2 separate regions of the Mus musculus genome follow, and region 2 is linked to region 1. Evidence: chromatin contacts called from public targeted proximity ligation data. All regions are on one chromosome and are shown on one strand. The core of a region is the stretch at or near the end of the contact, and the rest is flanking DNA. Distances in the headings are between cores, read along the strand shown. Region 1 overlaps Nrxn2 (neurexin II). Region 2 overlaps Macrod1 (mono-ADP ribosylhydrolase 1).

What was found.
Region 2: a targeted proximity ligation map of large pre-B cells shows a contact between it and region 1, with 3 times the contacts expected there.

The regions. Positions count from the first base shown.
Region 1 is chr19:6,485,245-6,489,101 of GRCm38.p6, reverse strand. It overlaps Nrxn2 (neurexin II), which reads right to left. Exons shown (of 23, transcript NM_001205234.2): 12 at 292-318. Among named protein-coding and RNA genes, the nearest start is that of Gm52381, 10 kb to the left of the region's middle.
Region 2 is chr19:7,086,947-7,090,803 of GRCm38.p6, reverse strand. The region is part of intron 3 of Macrod1 (mono-ADP ribosylhydrolase 1); the gene reads right to left. It also overlaps 5730409K12Rik and a transcript of Flrt1 not described here. Among named protein-coding and RNA genes, the nearest start is that of Flrt1, 17 kb to the left of the region's middle.

The DNA of each region.
Region 1 (3,857 bases), core at 427-2,926:
CAGATTTCTTCCTCCTGTTACTGACTTGGGCAACAAGGTGCCCTGGCTCTCCCTTTCCCAGAATCCATAACCATCCTTACCAACTACTTCTTCCTGGTTCTGCTTTGTTTTGTCCATCCTGCCCTCCACAATTCCCCATCCCACCCCCATACCTGTTCCCCTCCCCACAACCCCTTGCAAGCCAATAATGAAACTGTCTTTCCCCCTCCCTCCATCCCTTTCTCCCTAAACCCCAATGTCCAGCCTCCCAGACCTCTTGGGTCGCTGCAAAAGAAGAGGCAAGCCACTTACTGGGTGCGCAGCCGACGCGCAGGCAGTCTGGGGGGGCCATGGGGTGGGCAGAGGGGGAGGGAGAAAAAAAGGCAAAAACAAGGTTTTGTGTGTAATTTTTTTTTTTACATCCTTCACAGGGAGGGGTATCTGCAGGCGGGAATTCCCCCTAGGGCCACTTTCTGGGGACCACGCGTGCCCAGGTGCCCTCTCCCCGTCCTCAGTTGGACCCATGTCCTTCATGCCCTCAAGAGGGCTCCAACCCTTCCTAGCGCCAAGAGGCAGGGCAGTCAGGTGGTGGGAAGAGGGCTTGTGTCCCCTTTTGGAGGGGCCCAGGCCTCTCATGTCTAAGGGAGACGGGCACCTTGGCAATCCCAGCCGTACAGGGGATACAGGGGATGAGGGCTTGACCGACCCCACATCTACCCAATCACTAGGAGGGAGATGGGTAAGGAAGGCCAGGGCCCCTGCATCCCCTGCTCTGGGACGACACCCTGCTTAGAGCTCAGGTGTGACATGTCACTCCTCAAGCTCTAAGCCCAAAACAGGGGTCTGCCCCAGGGCCCCCTTCCTAAGGCCATAAACCTCCCAAAGCCCCAGAGGCCAGCGCCACCTGAACAGGAACCTTCCTTCTATCTGTCCCTGCCCTGGGGGCACCGAGAACTCCGCCACCCTGCAGAACGAGTATTTTGTCAATTTTTCTAAGGAGCCAAGGCCTTCCATAGGGACACCAAGATCTGCAAAATGTGACTTCTAGGCACAATGCAAGTCACTGATAAGCAAAGGCTCTCAATCCTGGCCTGGGCTGTCCCCAGTTTCAAAGCTGGAAGGGTTTCACAAAGTTAGAAAATCCATGTCTACACAGAGCCTACATCTCAGGCCAGCAGGAGCCTCTGATCAACCCTTTGGTTGGTGGGAGTCAGCTAGCCTTCAAGGAGACAGTCTTGGGTCATTTGTTCTATACCACTTAATAAGTCCAAAGCCCTGGCCAGGCTTGGAGTGATGGGACTGCCTGGGGCTGGAGGGTGGGGCTGGAGGTGTGGTTGTGGGTGCTGGGTCCTTGCCTCAGTCCTATACACACTGAGTGACTTCAGACAGCTCTCGCTGAGCCTGGGCATCTCTTCCTCACTGCTGTGAGGCTAGCAGGTTACAGGTGTGCCCTGCTCTGACCCTGGTCTTTCAGAGAGTAGACAATCCTTAACCCTGGCTAAGAGTGACGCCCATGTGGGTTCTCCATGAACAAGCTCTGCCCGGGTGCACCGTGGCCCTGGATGCACCTGGCATCCCTTGGGCCTCGGAAGGTTCCTGCAGTGGCGGTAAACAAACACCCACTGTGGCTCTGAGGGTCATGGGCCCTGGGGCAGTACAGCTGAGCTCCACACGCGTTGTCAACCACAGCAGAGTGGGAGGAGCAGCAGGGACCCCGAGCCACAGCCTGGGCACCCAGGGAGCAGTGGGAGGTCAAAGGACAGACACAAGAGGAAGCATGGGGTCACGGAGAGAAGAGGCTGAGAAAGGCAGAGAAAAAAAAATAAATAAAGAGGAAGAACCAGGAACGATGAGGGGAAGGAGGCTGTGAGGATGAGGGGAAGGGTGCCAGGCCCTGGAGTCAGGTCCCAGGGGCTCTCTCCAAGCCAGCAGAGTCTTCACCAATGAAGGGTCCAAAAAAGAAAAAAAGGGGCTGGAAGTGAGGTCAGTGTCCTGTAAGGGAACAGAGCCAAGTGAGGAGCTCGACTTTCCTGTCCCAAGGAGAGGAGATTCAAGGAGTGTTGGTGTCCATCTGTCCAGAGAAGAGGTGACAATTCCAGCCTACCCTGCAGTGATGTCTCCCAAGGGCCTCCTTCAAGATGGGTATCTAGGGGGGTAGGGGGCTCCCCGAGCAAAGCAGGGACAGAGCTGGCTGGAGAAAGCAGCCCTTCCACCACATATCCCCAAAATGCTGTTCAGAGTGTGATAATCAGTAACACCCCCCCCCGCCCCCGGCCAGCAGCCGATGCCTCGAGAGTGGAAAATGGGTGGCCATGCTGACGCTGGACATAGACATGGGGCTGATGGTGTGAGCCTGAGAGGGAAGGGGGAGGGAGGGAATGGAAGAGGAAGGGGGAGGGGAGCACAGAATGGGTGGCCATGCTGATGCTGGACATAGAGATGGGGCTGATGACGTGAGCCTGAGAGGGGAGGGGGAGGGGAAAGGAGAAGGGGAGGGGGAGAGGGAGGGAAGGGGACAGGGAGGGGGAGGGAAGGGGACAGGGAGAGGAGGGAAAGGGAGGGGAGAAGAAGGGAGGAGGGGAAGGGGAGGGGATGGGCAAGGGGAGAGGAGGGGAGGGTAAGGGAAAGGGGGAGGACAAGGCGAGGGGAAGGGAAGGAGAAGCAATCTACAGAGAGAAATGAATGGTTATGGTTCCTGGTTTGGTCCAAGGCACTTCCAGGTTACTGTTAACTCTTCCGGTTACTGTTTCTCCAGGGGTGGAGGTGGAGTGGAGGCAGAGCTTCCAGATCCACTCAAGGAAACTCAATAACACAGCCCCATCTCTCAAGAGGCATCGCACAGAGCACCTGCCCTGGTGCCATCTTTACTCAGGCTCCCAGCCTATAGACAGTCACTGTCCAGCCCCTGGTGGGAAGGCAGTGAGCTCTCGTGGCCCCAGGAGCTAAAGGGCTCTGAGATGTCATGTGCATCCCTGTGACTTAACACGTGAGGAAGGCTCACAAGAGCAAAACCAGTGAGAACCGAGGAGCAAGGAGAACTCTGAGGAGGGCCCGAGGACACTAAGGAGGAAGGGCCTGGTGAGAGGAATGTCCACCTCAGAGACGGGCATCTCTGGACACCAATAGCTTCTGAATGGAAAAGGAAATCTACATGAGGGACGACCCCCTGTGGCTCAGACTGTGCCCTGAGTGGAGATATCACAGCACTTCCTGGGGGAGAGGAACAGGCCACACTGCAACAGGGTCAAGAGCCCAGGGGACACAAGCGTTCCTAGAGGCAGAGGCCTGCTCCCCTGCTTGGGCTCTCGGCTTGCTCAGAGGCTGAGCTGCCGTGGAGGCTGCTCTCCAGTCCTCTGGTTCCTCTGTCTGCAAAGGGGCATCAGAGCCTTTCTGCCTGGCGCTCTCTGTTTTGTTGTTTTTGGTTGGTTGGTTGGTTGGTTGGTTGGTTGGTTGGTTGGTTGGTTAATTGGTTGGTTGGTTGGTTGGTTGGAGTCTTGTTTGTTTTGTTTTGTTCTGTTGAGACAGGGTTTCTCTGTGCAGCTTTGGCTCTCATGAAACTCTCTGTAGGCCAGGCTGACCTTGAACTTACAGAGATCCATCTGCCTCTGCCCCCACCTCCCTCGAATGCTGGGATCAAAGGCTTGGGCCACTGCCACCACCACCCAGCTGGCCCTCTCTTAAGTAACAGGTTTGCCATCTCCGGCAACCATCACCGAGGACCCCTTCTACCAGGGCCTTCTCTGGTGCGTCTGCTCCTCCTCCAGGCGCAGCTCTGAGTTCTCCTTCCTCGGAGTCTGCTGAACTGCGTGGCTACCTCTCCAACCTCCGGCCTCCCTGCTTGCAAACACAGACCACAAATCAAAGGCCAAACCTCTAGT
Region 2 (3,857 bases), core at 779-3,278, 600 kb before region 1:
ACAGGCTTTCCAGAGAGCAGAGCAAGGAAGCTTTTTTTTTTTTTTTTTTTTTGGTAAGGAGGATAAAAAGGCTCAAAAATGCAAATCATTACCGTTTACATCCAAGCGAGTCTGCTAAATTGATTAGAAGAGATTAAACTCCTTGGAGGTGAAGGGAAAGGGGGATTTTTTTTGTGGGTTATGAACCTACCCCAAGTGGCAGCCCACACAGCAGGCATTTTCCGGGTCTGGATGGGAGGGGGTAGCAGCTGTTCCTGCCTAGCGCCCTGAGGAGCTGGCATCTCTAAGGACTGAATAAATTGAATAGCTGGGGCCAGGGCCATGGGAACAGAAAGGGTCACTGTTGCCAGGACAGGTCATACAGTCCCTGGGCAGTCTCTGATCCTGTTACCTAGGGTCAGTCTGTCTTGAGAGATGGCAAGCCACATCTGGATCAAAGGAAGCAGCCTGCGCCATTGCTTGGAGAGTAAGACTCCAGAGCCATGAGACGTCCTGTATCCTTATGCTGGGGACCTGCTGCTCTCTGGGGTCAGAGAAAGAGTGAGGCCAGCTGTAAAGAAAACCCTGAAGGTCAGGAGAGAGAAGCTGGGCCCAACAAAGGAAGCAGACGGTGGCCTGTGCGTCCCATGAAGCACCCAAGCGTTATCTGAGGATGTGACCCACAGCTCTACAGCCTGAGCTAAGGCCTGGGTCTTTGTCTAGAAGATTCCGGTTCCCACGCTTGCTTTATCACAACCTCCAGGACAGGATGTACAAAGACATCCTTCCCCAGTCTGTGCTCAGCAGGTACTGAGGGACACTGACAAGACACATGCTGGGCTCAGCACTGCACGCCCCAGGATGTCCCTGGACCTGTTCCCTCCAGCCCAGCTGCCTCACACCCAGGAGTAACTATAGTCTCAACACTGCCTGCCAGCCAGTCCGTCCATCACAGCCAGCTGATGGTGCCTGGGGCTCTCTTGGAATGCTCACCAGTTTTTAGGCATTTACCGATTCTTTTGAAGTGTCCCAATCATTTATGTGAAATATCCACATTGGCTTCTTTTAAAACAACTGGCAAAATGGCTCCCTTTCTCTCCTCCCGCCTTTCTTTTTTTCCCTTTTTCTCCACCCCACTCCCACCCCTGATGTTTTGAGTCTGGCACTGGACTTCTGATGCCCCATGCTACCTCCTTTAATTTTTTTTTTTTTTTTTTTTGAGACAGGGTCTCACATAACCCAGGTTGGCTTCGAACCCTTTATGTAGCTAAGAATACCATAAATTTCTGATCCTCCTGTCTCTACCTCTTTTAGATTTTAATGTATTTCCCCCCTGATTCTGGGAATTTCATTGTCCCTGGGGCTACTCCTATCATGAGGGGCTTGCAGAGTGTGCCACACGAGGAAAGGGCACCAACTCTCTCCATGTCTCTCTTGACCCGTGTGCAGACAGCTTTCTAGCCTGGGGCTGCTCCTGCTCCTGGAAGCCACTCTGGGCTCTCTGAAACCACTGTCAGAATTCCTTGCTGCTGAGAGGTCCAGCTTGTGCCAGGAGGGAATTGTGGGTATGTGGTGGGCACTGTGCCTAGCAGGCGGGTGGATCAGCCCCGGCTTCACACAGCCCCACTCCCAAAACAGAGTCACCATCAAGTCAACTTAGCAGTAGTTTGGTTTCCCTACCCACACACCTGGGAACCGAGGACCAGCAGGGGACCTGGAACCCCTTACCACCTTCTCTTCCCACCTGCCATCTGTCTATTCATGGGAAAGGCCTGAGGGCTGGCAGTGAGGGTCCTTCTGTCCTGCACCTGGCTGGTGGTCTGGCCAGGAGAGGGTCTCGCCTGGGAAACTCCTCCCAGAAGCCTCTGGCCCTGCTTTGCTTCGGGATTGGTGTATCTCTAGCAGATGGGAAATGAAGATTCAGTGAGATCTGGCAGCACCACAGCCTGAATGGGTGACTCAGTTTCCCTTCTCCAAGATTTGCATCAAGTAGGTGAGGGGGGTTGGCAGAAAACTAGAGAGACCCAGGAGGGCGGGGTATAAGAAACAAGATCCAAGGCAACAGCCTGTCATGCCTGCCACCCCTGCAGAGTCCCCGCACCCCAGCCACCCGCCTGGAGGAACTAATCAGACTTTCTCTTCAAGACAGAAAAACAAGCACGACATGAACCGACAATCAAAGCCGCAGCAGGCCCGGGGCTGCCGCTGCTCATTCCCCCAGGGGCCCATGGTTCCAAACAGCTCTCAACCTGCCTTAGATGGAAGGCGAGGTAGCAGGTCCCCCGCCCCTTACCCGTCTTGTGACCAGTCCCATCTCTGAAGGTTCTGGGCACAAAGTGGGGAAGCCCTACCCACAAAACCCCAAAGTAGCCTTAGGCATTTCCCCCCAGTCCAGCATGACCGTCTGAGAATGGCTTTAACCAATAAGCCACTTGGGTATCTAGGGTATAGTGTAAAAGTGAGGACCTGGTTCCTCCAGCCCCTCCAGTGAGACTGAGGGTTGTCAGGAGGAAAACACGGGCCCAGTAGAGGAGGCTCATCTGAGAGAAAAAGGGGGAGATCTGGAGGCTGGGAGTCAACCAATCAGGCTCTGCAGACCTGTGCTTGTGCTAGCTGGTGCCACCAGCAGGTGTGAGCAAGGAAGGCAAAGGTACAGGGCTGCTTCAGAGGACCCCTCTCCTGACCTGACGTAAGCACTGCAGAGTGGGGGCTTTGGCAGAGCTCTCCTCCCGGGATACAAAGGATGCCTGTTGGTATTGCCAAGTAAGGGAGAACAGGTATTGGGAAGGATAGCCTGGTCCCCAGTTCTGAGGTGGCCATGGCCAACCTCTGGGGATGCTAAAGGTGGGCTGCCTACCCAGACCAAGGCAATGAGGCAGACCCTGAACTGCCCATGTTCCAAGCTCTGCTTCAGCCAGACTAGGACCCCTGAAGCCTGTTGGATGCTCACCCCTCTCTTTTTCTCTGAAGGGCGGAACGGTCTGGGGGGAGGGGTCTGAGTACCCCCTTCAGGCAGCAGCTGCAGCTGGGAACTGGCAGGCAGATGGAGGTCCTGCTCCCTGGAAGGCCTGGCTACACCCAGCCTCATGGCCCACCTGCTTCACTCCGACTCTACCACTAGACAAGGGTTTTTCAGAAAATGGCGACACAAACACCCCACCACCACCACGACAACAACACAAACCAAAGTGCACTCCAAACCGCCCTTTGGCCTCCTTCAATGTAGGTGCCTTGAAACTTCAATGTTGAGATGAATGTGACTAATTAATTGGTCCTATTTTCTGTTTGTCTGTTTCATATAAAATGTCCAAGTCCACCTGCCTTGTCCTTTCTTGAAATAAATAGAAAGATTTAAATTTTACAGTCATCTCTGCTGCTGACTGTGGGCTCAGCAGCCCAGCGCATCAGGAGCTAGGTGTCTCAAATGTTCTTCCTGAACAATCTCAGGCCTGGTTTGGGGGTCGTGGGGAGTCGCTTTGCTGTTGGGGGTCCACTGGCAGGTGGGGTAGCAGCCTGAGCAGAGACTCTTGGGTTTGATACATTTCCTGGGCAGAATCTGCTGAAGAGCCAGGTACGATGGCACCTGTAGCCCCAGCACTTGGGAAGTGGAGCAGGAAGATCAGGAGTTCAAGGTCATCCATGGCGACGTAAGGAGTTTGAGCACAACCTAAACCTAAACTACTTGAGACCTTGTTGCAGGGGGAGCAAAGAGAAAAAAGCCAAAACAAGACAACTAAAAAGAATCTGTAATGACCAGGAAAGGGGGCTTGGAACAGGGGGGACAGCTCAGCAGAAGCTTAAGTCAGCCATGTAGGGCAGCCCCCTGACACGTGCAGACGTGGGGAGGGTCTTCACTGGAAGAGTTATTAATAAAAGCT